Regions from separate parts of the Mus musculus genome. Here regions 2 and 3 are each linked to region 1. Evidence: chromatin contacts called from public HiChIP or PLAC-seq and promoter capture Hi-C data. All regions are on one chromosome and are shown on one strand. The core of a region is the stretch at or near the end of the contact, and the rest is flanking DNA. Distances in the headings are between cores, read along the strand shown.

Region 1 (3,538 bases), core at 687-3,186:
ACATCAAAAGCTATCTTATAGACACAACTTAAAGGCATTTCCATATATCGATAAGGCTATCGAACCCCAAACAGAAACCAAACTGAATGTTGGTTTGTTTCCAGGACAACTCATTTTAAAGAAGAACAAGAGCAATCTCAGTTCAAGTGTATTGCACAGAGAAGTGGCCTTGGGGACTGTGCAGAACTGGTTCCATCCAGACACAATGCTTCCACCCAATCTCCACAGCCCACCTGAGCTTATTCCTGACAAGAGAAGCAACCAGCTTTCCTTTCTGTAGCCAGATCATTCGCAACACCCCAGATGGCTCCAACCTCCTGCCCTGTGGGGCTGAGCCTCACCATTTCCATTGCAGGGCACTTCAAATGTGAAATATTTACCCGGGTCGTTTCTTACAGGTTTCCCATGGCTGCCTTGGAAAGGGAATTGTTTGTTTGTTTGTTTGTTTGTTTCATTTGTTTTGTTTGTTGTTTGTTTGTGTTGATGACTCGGTTGAGTGCCCTCCATCCAGCCTTCCACTTCCCTCCACATTTGCTTCCTCTTTGCTCTGTTTTCTAAGCCAAATCCAGGAGGATGCTCTCTCTTCATTAAACCAACGGTCTGTATAATGTGAGGCATCTTTACTGGGATGCCCAGCAGAAAGAATGCACTGGGAATGTAGGGGAGACTGAGGTCAAGGCTAAAGGAAGCCAAAAGATCTGGATAACTCCATCGAGCTGAGGTGGTGCTGGGTCCTGGTTGTCTGAGTCACGACCACACCATAGAAGCCAGAGAAGCTGTCTCTCATGGGGGGAGGGGGGAGGAAGGGATTCAAGTAACTAGAAAAATCAAATCATCTTTCCTCCAACCTTCCACAGGTGTACAGGCAGCAGCAACTGCAGACATGCAAACCACCTGACCTCCACCCATGCCCGTTCCTCAGAACCTTCAGAAATGGCGGACCTCTACTTGGCTTGGAATGAGTGTTCGTGAATAACCAACACCACTTTTGAAAACAGTGTTCCTTCTTAAGAAAGAGCAGAAAATTAATACGGCAAATATTCATTCCAAGCACATGGTGTCTGTAGGCCTGGGGCAGCCTTAGGAAATTCGGGGTGCTCTCTGGCTTCTGAAGTTCTTGGCTTGGTTTCCTGGGAGTGCCGTGATTCTGGTCTGGAAGCAGGCACAGCTTATCCAATTTTTAATTCCCTTTCAAGATGATTCCCATGGCAGTCATTTCTCTGAAATTAAGATATTTGTTAGCCCCACCTTCAAACGGATGACCTTAAAGAAGAATTCCACCAGTATTGACCTTGTGTGCTCCCAAGAATCTGGGTTGCATTCACCCAGAAAAGAGGGGGAGGGTGACTCCTTATCCTTTTCTATCAAAATGCTGAGGTAAGGATGTCTCAGGAACATCTACCCTATTGGGTTTTGGCAGGCTGCTGCATATCTGCATTCTGTGATTGGTCTGCAAGGTGTGTGTGTGTGTGTGTGTGTGTGTGTGTGTGTGTGCATCTATGACCTTGCAAAGTGCCCTGAGACAAGAGCCAGAAAGCTTTGGTACTGGAAAATACACAATGCTGCTTTCAGCCTGTGGTGTGGAAATCAGATTTCAGAGGGAATAACATCTTGCACCGTGGACCTCCACGCCACTGGGTGTGGCCACAGTTATTGTTTCCTTAGTGGATGTTGCATCTCTTTAGAAAATGTGCCCAAGAATGAAGATTCCGAAAACGATGTCTGCAGAGGAGGATAGAAAACGGTCAAATTGTACCTGGGCAGATGCCCAGATACAATTCTCCTTTCATTTTACCGCATTCTAGCAGTGAAATTTTGAGGATACTGGAGTCGAACCAGTCAGCCTGCCTTGCCTCACCCAGCTCGGCCCCGCCCCCAAAGGCCCCGCCCTACTCACACTAGGCCCCACCCCCACCCGCCCTAAGCCCCGCCCTCACCCGCTGCCTCCTTCACGGCCCAGAACCGCAGCGAGCGCCGGGTGCGGCGCTGCCGCCGCAGGGATGTGACCTTCACCGTCGCTTAGCCAGGATGACCGGAGCCCGTGTCTCGCGGCGTCCGCGCCTCGCTTCAGCCTCCCGGGTGCTCTGACCGCACGCTCCCGGCTGCTAGGCTCCCCGGCACCGGCCTCGCCATGCCGCCACCGCCCGGGCCCGCCGCCGCCCTGGGCACTGCGCTTCTGCTGCTCCTGCTGGCTTCCGAGTCTTCTCACAGTGAGTACCGCAGGGGTCCCCCAAACCCACTACCCCGTGGTGTGGGGCTCCAGGCCTGTACCCCGGCGCAGCATCCTGGTGCCGGGTACCCCAGACACCCTGGCATCCTGTCCCCGGACCTCTGAGCTCTAGGCATCACGGACCCGGAGCATCCCAGACACACAGGCATTACGATCCCCAGCATCCCAGACCCCCTACATTCCAGCCCCGAGTGGGTGTAGGTTGACCGTACACCCTTCTTTCTGCAGCTGTGCTGTTGCGGGCGCGTGAGGCGGCGCAGTTTCTGCGGCCCAGGCAGCGCCGCGCCTACCAAGTCTTCGAGGAGGCCAAGCAGGGCCACCTGGAACGGGAGTGCGTGGAGGAGGTGTGCAGCAAAGAGGAGGCCAGAGAGGTGTTCGAGAACGACCCCGAGACGGTGAGCGTGCGCCAGGGGTCGCGGGGTGGGTCCTGGGCGTCCCAGAACCCATACTTTTGGGGGCCGCAAGTTCCGACTCCCACCCTGTGAGGGTCCAGGAGACCCGGGGACTGTCGAATCCCAAACATCCTTTCTGGAGATGTAAGGATCCTTGTGTGGACCGCACCACCACGTGCACCCCAGAACTCTTAGACACTGAGCCTTCTTCGCACCCCCTTGCACTTCTCCATTCTTGAGCCCAAGTTTCTCAGTTGACCCACAAGTCCTCTCCTCTTCAGGAGTAGAAAGCGTATCCTTGAGTGGGCTCCACTGAGATCCCTTCAGTAGACTCTGAAACTAAATCTTCCCCTACCCTCGAAAAGAAAGTACCCGTGGGAAAAATCCGCAGTGATTTGAAACTCAAAGGCTTCCTAAGACTGCCAGTCCCTTTATTGGATTGGAGGTGAGGGGTGGGGCTCCTCTTTGGTCTTCCTCCGGAGGGACCCAGGGTTTTCCTGAAAGAGGAATTGAAAGATCTCAAAGCTGGAATTGCTTGCTGCAGCAGGTCCAAAAATACGATGGCTGGAATTGTGCTAAGAACATGCATACGGGCGGGTGGGGAGCAACGTGAGGAAGAGGGCCGGCACCTGCCTCTGCAAGGGCTGTGCTGGCCCAGGACAAACTTCTATTAATAATGTCCTTGGGGAATGGAGCAGGCGTACAGCCAACTGCAGCCAGCAGCCTATGTATGCACAGGACTCTCCCCAGAAGGTGCGCGTGGGGGCTGAGTGGATTCATGAGGGGAACACACCCCAGCGTAGGGCATGCGTGAGGTTGATTGAGATCTGGACTGGCCCACGGGTCTCCGTAGTGATGCAGAGCCCCCCCCCCACTCCCCCCCCCAACACCTGCCAAATCGGTATGGTTTCACAAT
Region 2 (3,538 bases), core at 531-3,030, 100 kb before region 1:
AGTAAAGATTTCAAGGGACCAATCACTGGGCGGGACAGAGGCGGGACTTCTGGGTGGGAGAGAGGAAGATGGGAGGCAGGAGAAAGATACTTTTCTGCCAGTGCCATGACGGCGGTAGCATGGATTACCATTTAATTTTCCACGCAACATGCCCTGTGTTCGTGAACCTTGATTCCTGAAAAGTTGGACTTAGACAAGTGCACAGTGTGGGGCTATCCCTGATTCTAAGCCAGATAAACATGGCTTCTGGATCTCAAGGATCCCAGATTTGGGCTGCAGAAGGCTTGGTGGTTAAGAGCATCTGCTGCTCTTGCAGAGGACCAGCGTTTCATCCCCAGCACCCACTCTTGGCTAGTTCACCAGCTCCGGAGCCAGGGAACCCTTAGTGTTCTTCTAGCCTCCTAAACTTCACAGAGGCTAACATCTGCCTCAAAGGCCAGTATCAATGGAGACGGGAACTAAAAACCAAGAGTCAGCCGAAAGCCTAGATACGGAACTCACAGGCCGGTGTAGGCAAATACTGGTGTCAAAATACATAGACAACCGTGATCCGTCACTGTAGATCTCCTGCCTATAGGCAGTTGTGGGATTCCAGGCTGAGAGCTTGCACTCCCAGGAGGCAAGAGGGGACCCATGAAGGAGTTATGAGTGCAGGCCTCTGAGCAGCAGAGGGCAGTGCTGGCCCTGGGTGACACGCTGGTACTTAGCTGTCTGTCACCTAGGTGCTTTGGAGAGGCTGTGATGGTGGTAGCCAGAGGGCTCGATACCCTAAGACGTAGTTTGATGAAGGCCACCTGCTTGGACCCCTGTCCTTCGGCAGCATTTGGTAACTGCTGATCCACATTCTTGCCAGAACTTGCCAGGCTATAGCACACCTGGCCCGGTAAGTACTGGCTTGGCACATCCTTTCCCTGACCACTGTCTTCTGTGTCTCAGCATCTTCGAGTGCCAGGGTCTCCCCATTGTGAACGGGCAGTGTGACCCTTACGCCACAGTGACGCTGGCCGGACCCTTCAGGCAAGTTGTCCCTTTGATGCCCTGCCCTGCCAGTTTCAGTTCTGGGTTATGGGGGCTGGGGGGTGGGGGCGGGGTAAAGCCCTGGAGCCAAGAGGTTGGCACCTTTTTTAACGGGAGGGCAGGTATACTTTGAAGTAGGATGTGTTTTATAGATTTATAGGTTTATTGCTGTAAACTGTCTTTGTTTCCCGGAAAGCCTTTGTGAGCCTTGTACTGGGTATTTTGGGCTCAGAAAAGGTCCCTGCTTTACATACCATCTGGGAGTGGAGAGAGACAATACTTGCGAGATAAATAAAGGTGGTAAACAACTGTATGCTTGACAGCTTGGTTTCAAACCCATCTGGAGCTGACGGCCATTTTTTTTTCTTTCTCCCAACCAATCCTTCCTTTCTTCACTACAGGTCTGAAGCAAAGAAAACGAAGGTGAAGAAGAAAACCAACAACCCCCAGTTTGACGAGGTGTTTTATTTTGAGGTCGGTGCTTCGGTGGGAAGAACCTTGAGCCTCAGCAGAGACCCGGAGCAAGTCACATGACTGTGTCTCGGGTGCTGTCCTGGCCCAGCCCAGGGAGCCTCGGATCTGGATGGCATTTGGTTCCCTTAGAGATTCCCTCAGTCTCAGGAGACCAAAGCCAAGTGTCTCTTCCTGAGCCATCTGGCTCCAGTCAGAAGAGGCAGATGGAATGGCCGAGTCACAGTTACCAGGACACAGGGTTGGGTTGTTTGGCTTTGAGGCTTGTGCTTCACCACAGCTTCCCCAAGCAGGGCGAGGTTCGTTTCTCCGGAAACGTGAGGGTTTGAGCAAAAAAAGGGGAAGTGATTCAGCCCAGAGCACCCTGGGGCCTCTCGGAACCAGAGCGGGCGAGTCAAGAAGGGTGAGGCTGGAGGCTCCTCTCAGCCTTGGTGCCTGTTGTTTGTGCTTCAGCACCAGGTTTGGGGGGGTTGGGGAGACAAGCAAAGCCTCGGTTCCCACCTTCAGAGCCTACCACACAGGAGGAGGGAAAGGGAAAGATGGAGGTGGCTCATAGCCTCATGTTATGGTGATCTGTCCATAACATGCTGGTCCAACTCTGTAACTCCCTTGCACTCAGAAAAATCGCCACAAGTTTAAAGACAGACTGGTCTACATAGCCACTTTTAGATTAAGGGATGTTAAATAGCTAGACCTTAATTTTTAAGAAGTGTGGGATGCCGGGGGTGGGGGGGTGGGGGGTGCCCCAGTCAGTAAAGTATTGGACAAGCAAACATAGAGACCTGAGTTCAGGTCCCCAAAACCCACTAAAAATCCAGGTATGGGCGTGCACGCCTGTGATTCTAGTTCTTAGGGTGAGGAGACAGGTGGGTCCTTGATATTCATTGGCTAGCCAAATCAGTGAAAAGAAACCCTGTCTCAAAAATAACAGTGAGGATCAGTTGAGGAAAGACATCCTACAGCAACTTTTGACCTACACACATACACACACACTGCACAGATACAAAAACACAGTTAATAGATTTTTTAAAAAAAAGCCACACAGCTTCGGTGGCATGGAGGCCTGCTATAGTGCTGCAGAGGGTGGGGCTTCTCAAGTGTGGGTTCCTGAGTAGCCTGAGTGGGGCTCCTGACCTGAGACTGGTCCTGTCAGAGCCATGGGGACTCTGTAATTCTGCATAATCAAGGGTGCTGTGGGATCAAGTTAGGAGTCAGAACAGTGGACAATCTTCAGAGCCAATCCCATGAACTCCTCTGTAATGGAGGCTAGGTGGAAGCAGGGAGCAAGAGGCCTGAAGGCAGGTCTACGGCCTGAGGGGTGCGGGGAGCAGTGGTGGGGAGTAGTACTCCACCACTGTGTGGCTAGGAAACCCTTTCCATACAGGCAGTCGGAGAGCTCACAGAGCGGGACAAGGCAGTGGGCGCTCACTCCAACCGCAGGCTCTCCCGCTATGCATGAACTTGCGGTCAGAAAATATCAGTTTAGTAGGTTTTGAAAATCAAAGCCAGCAGTGTCTGTCCTTGTCTGAGGCCCCTGAAGTACCTCCACTGGGCTGTTAGGGTATGGTAGGAGCGAGGGCAGACTCTTCTAAAACCATATCTGCTCTGGTGGCAACCTCATTTCTACCGTGTACCTACCGTGTGAGACCCTGCATTTTGGCGCTGTGTGTGGCCAATTTACTTGCTAGAGACATGAGCTCCAGCACATAGGATTAACTCAGTGTCTTGGAGAAGCTTGAGAACCACGTCGTGGGCACCTATAAGACTGCCAAAGGCAGGCGGGGCCCCTGCCCCTCCCATTTCAGACTCCAGGTGCTGCTGTTGCTGCTGTCAATCTTTCCGTCCTGTGACTCAGCAGCTACACCCAGCTTACAAGACTTAGCAGGGCTTGAAATCACTGTTTGACTTAAGCTGGAGACAGATTTGGGGGGGCATGGGAGGAAAGTTAACTGCCTGACCGACTGTGTAGCCCCTCATAGAGTGCATGTTAGGAGGAAGTAGCTTCCCCATCAGTTTTCTCCTAGGCTTCCCTTAGGGTCCTCCTTGCTGG
Region 3 (3,538 bases), core at 294-2,793, 68 kb before region 1:
CGAGGCAGAGTCCTATGGATTATTTCATTCTGTCTTGTACAATTATTGGGGAATTACCCCTAATCTATATTTCTATAGATTATTATACTTAATTTCCCAGCTGCACTCCCCCAATACTTGCGGTTTGACTCTTCTCCAGTCGTATCTGATCTTTATTGATCTTTAACAATTTGGAAGGACTCCATAGCTTTTCTTTTCCTATGGAACAAATGTAAAATCTCCCAACATAACATACCTTCTTTTTTCTGCATGGAGTTATTTTTATTTTTATCTGCTAATCTAATGCAGCAATCCTTTCTAACTTCACGTGGCTGCCTGTATTGTTCTCAGCTGCTCTCCTCCAAAGCAAAAATTGGCTGTTCGAATCCCACCTCAGTTACTTCTGGTCCAGAAGTCTGACCTGGGGTTGGGGGTGGGGTGGGGGTGCGTTTCATTTGGGCACCTGATCCTGCTCCATCACATGTAATGGGAGTCTCCGGTTCCCTCTTCATCCACCCTCTTTCTCCTCCTCGTGGTCCCCACCTGCAACCCCCAGCCCAGTGTCTGAAACCGCATCTTTCATATTCTCCCCAGTAACTGGCTATAGCCACCTTTATTTAGCCAGTGGTTTTAAATTGGGGAGCAAGGTTTTCATAGCATCACTGGTATACATAAGGATCTGCTCACTGGGCACAACCAGGTCTTGGGAGCCAGTATTTAGCATTTGAATACACAGCAGCACCAGACCAATCCCTAACACGTATCCACATAACACATATCCACACGCAGACATACACATACTCATAATTTAAAAGAAAAAAATTTGTCCAACGGTTAGTAGGTTGGAACACTGAGTTTGTGTTCGTTTGAATGTGCTCTGAGGCAGTGGTCACTTGTATTTAGCTGTAAAGCAAATGTCTATCCCCTCAGGGGAGAGTTGTATGCTATGTTGGCACCAGGGGGGAGCCCCAATCCACTGTGTTTGCTGTCATAGAGGAGCTGAAGAAACAGATTGGGGGGATAGTCCATGAAGATGACATCTGTAGACCCTGGGAGAGGCTGCAGGGGAGACATCCCTGCCCCTCCTTGATTTCTAGCCTTCAGCTGGGAGACATGTTCCCAACTGAGGTCGAGGTCCTGTGTGGGCAGGTTTCTCTGTCTGTGTAAGTCATCAAAATGTCTCCCACCAAGCCCTGCTCTCAGTGGTAAGTTTTGACCCACGGGCCTGAATGTAAACCAGATCACACTGCCCCAGGGCCATTTATTTTCCTGACTCTGCTTCCTGCCATCCTCACGCCCATAGAAACAGGAAGATTCTCAAATGGGAGAGAGCACTGGCTTCAGGAGCACACATTTGTGAGACACTGCCATCTAGAAGCCCCTCGCTGTTAAAGAATACCGAAGTACAGGAAAGTGGCAGATAGCAAACTGCCAAACTCAAAAAAAAAAAAAAAAAAAAAAAAAAAAACCAAACCAAAAAACCTAGAGCCAGCATGACCTCTGGGACAGCCCTCAACAACCATCCAGCTCTATCTTGTGATGTCACAGCAGCGTCATAGCAACAGTGAGTGAGATCGCGCTGGACCACTTTGCTGGCAGAGAGGCAGGGAGAGGCTGGCAGAGATGCCTTTGGTCTGAGGCTGTGCTGGTGACGCCCTCCTTCCCTCTGGGTCAGGATGGAGAAGGACCCCGCCGCGCACAGGAAGCACCGGCCTGGGCCTGGCGCCCTGCCCTCAGGAATAACCCCTGCATACCTCAAGGCCGCCAGTGACGGGGCGGAACTCCAGAGGAGCAGGAGTGTGGGTGGCTTGCACCAGAAGGGGGATCCACCAGTCTGCATCAGGAAGCTGCTACGCAAGGAGCTAGGTAAGGGGTGGCTCCCTCCTGGAGGACTGGGAGGGCAGGCAGACCTGGCCCAGCCTTAAGAAAGTACAGTTTGTGGACATCTGGACATGGGCAGTAGGTGTATCATGCAAGACACATTGCCATTAGGAGAAGGTAGCTGGTTTCCAACTCCAGAACTGCACCAAGCAATGGAAACCCTGCCTTTCTTTTGACCGCTCTTTGCTTGGGGCTTTTCTTAATAAGAAAGATCAGGGCTGGAAGAGTCTCCTAATAGTTAGCGTCTTCTGGAACACAGTCACATGTGTACATGTTTCTGGGAGTGTGGGGAGCTTCCAGTCCTTTTATCTTACATATGGGTGTTTTGCCTGCACGTGTGTATGTACACTATGGACATGCAGTGCTGCAGAGACCAAAAGAGGGCCTTGGATCCCCTGGCATTGGAATTAGACTTGAGTCCCATGTGCGTTTTGGAAATCAAAATTGAGACCTTTGGAATTACATTGAGCACCGTTTCTCCAACCCTCCCCGTCCATTTTTAAATCTTCTGAAAATAAGTCACCAGCAGACCTCCTATCAGGCACCTTCATTATTTGACCCTCTAGACTGTTATCTGAGGCTGGGATTGAACTGAAACCTACCCTTTTTTCTCCCTGGGGCATGTGAGAACTGCCAAGGTCTGAATTACAGTGCAGAGCTGTGTAACATCCCTCAGCCCTGGCCAGAAGGCCTCAGCCTTCTGCTTCTCACTGTTGGGACATCCACAGATGTCAACAACTCTGAGTACAGCACTTCAGACAATGCAGAGACAAGCACGGGATCTCCTGAGAAAGGGACACAGGGTACAGACCAAGGCCAGGTGTGCTAAGTACAAGAAGGGACAGGCTCCTTTCTGGAAAGGAGGCAGGTGGCTAAGCAGCCGGCATCTCTATGAGAGAAGGCATGGGAGATTGGGGTGAGGTTTGAAATGGATGGAAAGACTAAGAGGATCAACTGGTGAGGAAGTTTGTCCTGTACTTCCCTCAACTAGCCTGCAAGTTAACCCCCAGGAAAGGGCCAGCCAGCTCTGTAAGGGAGCCCTCCAACTCACGCTCTGGGCTTGATCTATAAGAACTCTTCTCTAGCACTTTGGAATTTCTGTCTGAGTCACAAAGCCACTGTGGGGAACAGGTAATTCCAGCTGAGGTCTGGCCCAGACGGCAACTCTGGGGGAGAGCCCAGAATATAGCCTCAAAGACGTTATCTGTGCACAACTCTTCCCATTGAACACTATGCTGAACTGCCAGGTCCCTGGAAGTTTGGGGGAGGAAGTTACATGCAGAAGGAGTACGCCAAGTTGGAAGAGCTCACAGCCAACTAGCGCCCTCCCTGCCCCCACCCCCCAAAACCAGGATCACCTGGCACAGCTCCCTACAGTTATTGCTCTGAAGCTAGGGAATTCATGTCAGCTTGTTAGGGTCCCCTCAGCCTTGAGCACATTCAAGGTACCTCCTGCCTGATAGGATAGAGGATAATCAAGATCACCCCAATGATGGGCCTCAGCGCTGTGAGGCATGGGGGTCAGGATGTTCCTGAACAAGTCATCCCATTTCCAGCCAGTGGCCATCTTGGGAAGGTCCCTTCTTATCTCCTGTTCTGCCTCTTCAATAATCCACACTGAGATAAGGACATTTGCAGGCCTGTGAGTGTGTCCCAGGAGGCCAGGGATGCCTGGGCT

What was found. Promoter capture Hi-C pulls out the DNA fragments that hold promoters and counts their contacts. HiChIP or PLAC-seq counts read pairs in DNA pulled down with a chosen protein or histone mark.
Region 2: a CTCF HiChIP or PLAC-seq map of the NIH/3T3 cell line shows a contact between it and region 1, with 9 read pairs. The contact joins the enhancer-like site here to the promoter of Gas6 in region 1. A contact is called at or near these places in 1 of 39 promoter capture datasets (the 3T3-L1 cell line), 1 of 15 datasets of contacts at CTCF or cohesin (the NIH/3T3 cell line), 1 of 484 Hi-C or Micro-C datasets (nephron progenitors), 4 of 115 datasets of contacts at active chromatin or transcription factors (embryonic stem cells, intestinal crypt epithelium, intestinal villus epithelium and 1 more) and 2 of 9 other capture datasets (liver and pancreatic islet).
Region 3: a promoter capture Hi-C map of 3T3-L1-derived adipocytes shows a contact between it and region 1, with 5 times the contacts expected there. The contact joins the promoter of 1700029H14Rik here to the promoter of Gas6 in region 1. A contact is called at or near these places in 2 of 39 promoter capture datasets (the 3T3-L1 cell line and 3T3-L1-derived adipocytes), 3 of 484 Hi-C or Micro-C datasets (Sertoli cells, embryonic fibroblasts and tail fibroblasts), 3 of 115 datasets of contacts at active chromatin or transcription factors (embryonic stem cells and pancreatic cancer cells) and 1 of 9 other capture datasets (liver).

Annotation. Positions count from the first base shown.
Region 1 is chr8:13,492,933-13,496,470 of GRCm38.p6, reverse strand. Gas6 (growth arrest specific 6) reads left to right here and starts at 1,936. Exons shown (of 15, transcript NM_019521.2): 1 at 1,936-2,210; 2 at 2,459-2,625. The coding sequence starts at 2,132. It also overlaps a transcript of Tmem255b not described here.
Region 2 is chr8:13,593,288-13,596,825 of GRCm38.p6, reverse strand. Rasa3 (RAS p21 protein activator 3) reads left to right here. Exons shown (of 24, transcript NM_009025.2): 6 at 937-1,017; 7 at 1,419-1,491. Among named protein-coding and RNA genes, the nearest start is that of Gm34795, 11 kb to the right of the region's middle. Within about 2 kb of position 1,780, at least 197 of the 459 cell types and tissues checked have an H3K27ac peak or open chromatin away from gene starts, as enhancers often do. A contact at or near this core is called in the NIH/3T3 cell line, liver and pancreatic cancer cells, where this site is marked.
Region 3 is chr8:13,560,466-13,564,003 of GRCm38.p6, reverse strand. It overlaps 1700029H14Rik (RIKEN cDNA 1700029H14 gene), which reads left to right and starts at 1,543. Exons shown (of 9, transcript NM_025601.3): 1 at 1,543-1,845. The coding sequence starts at 1,656.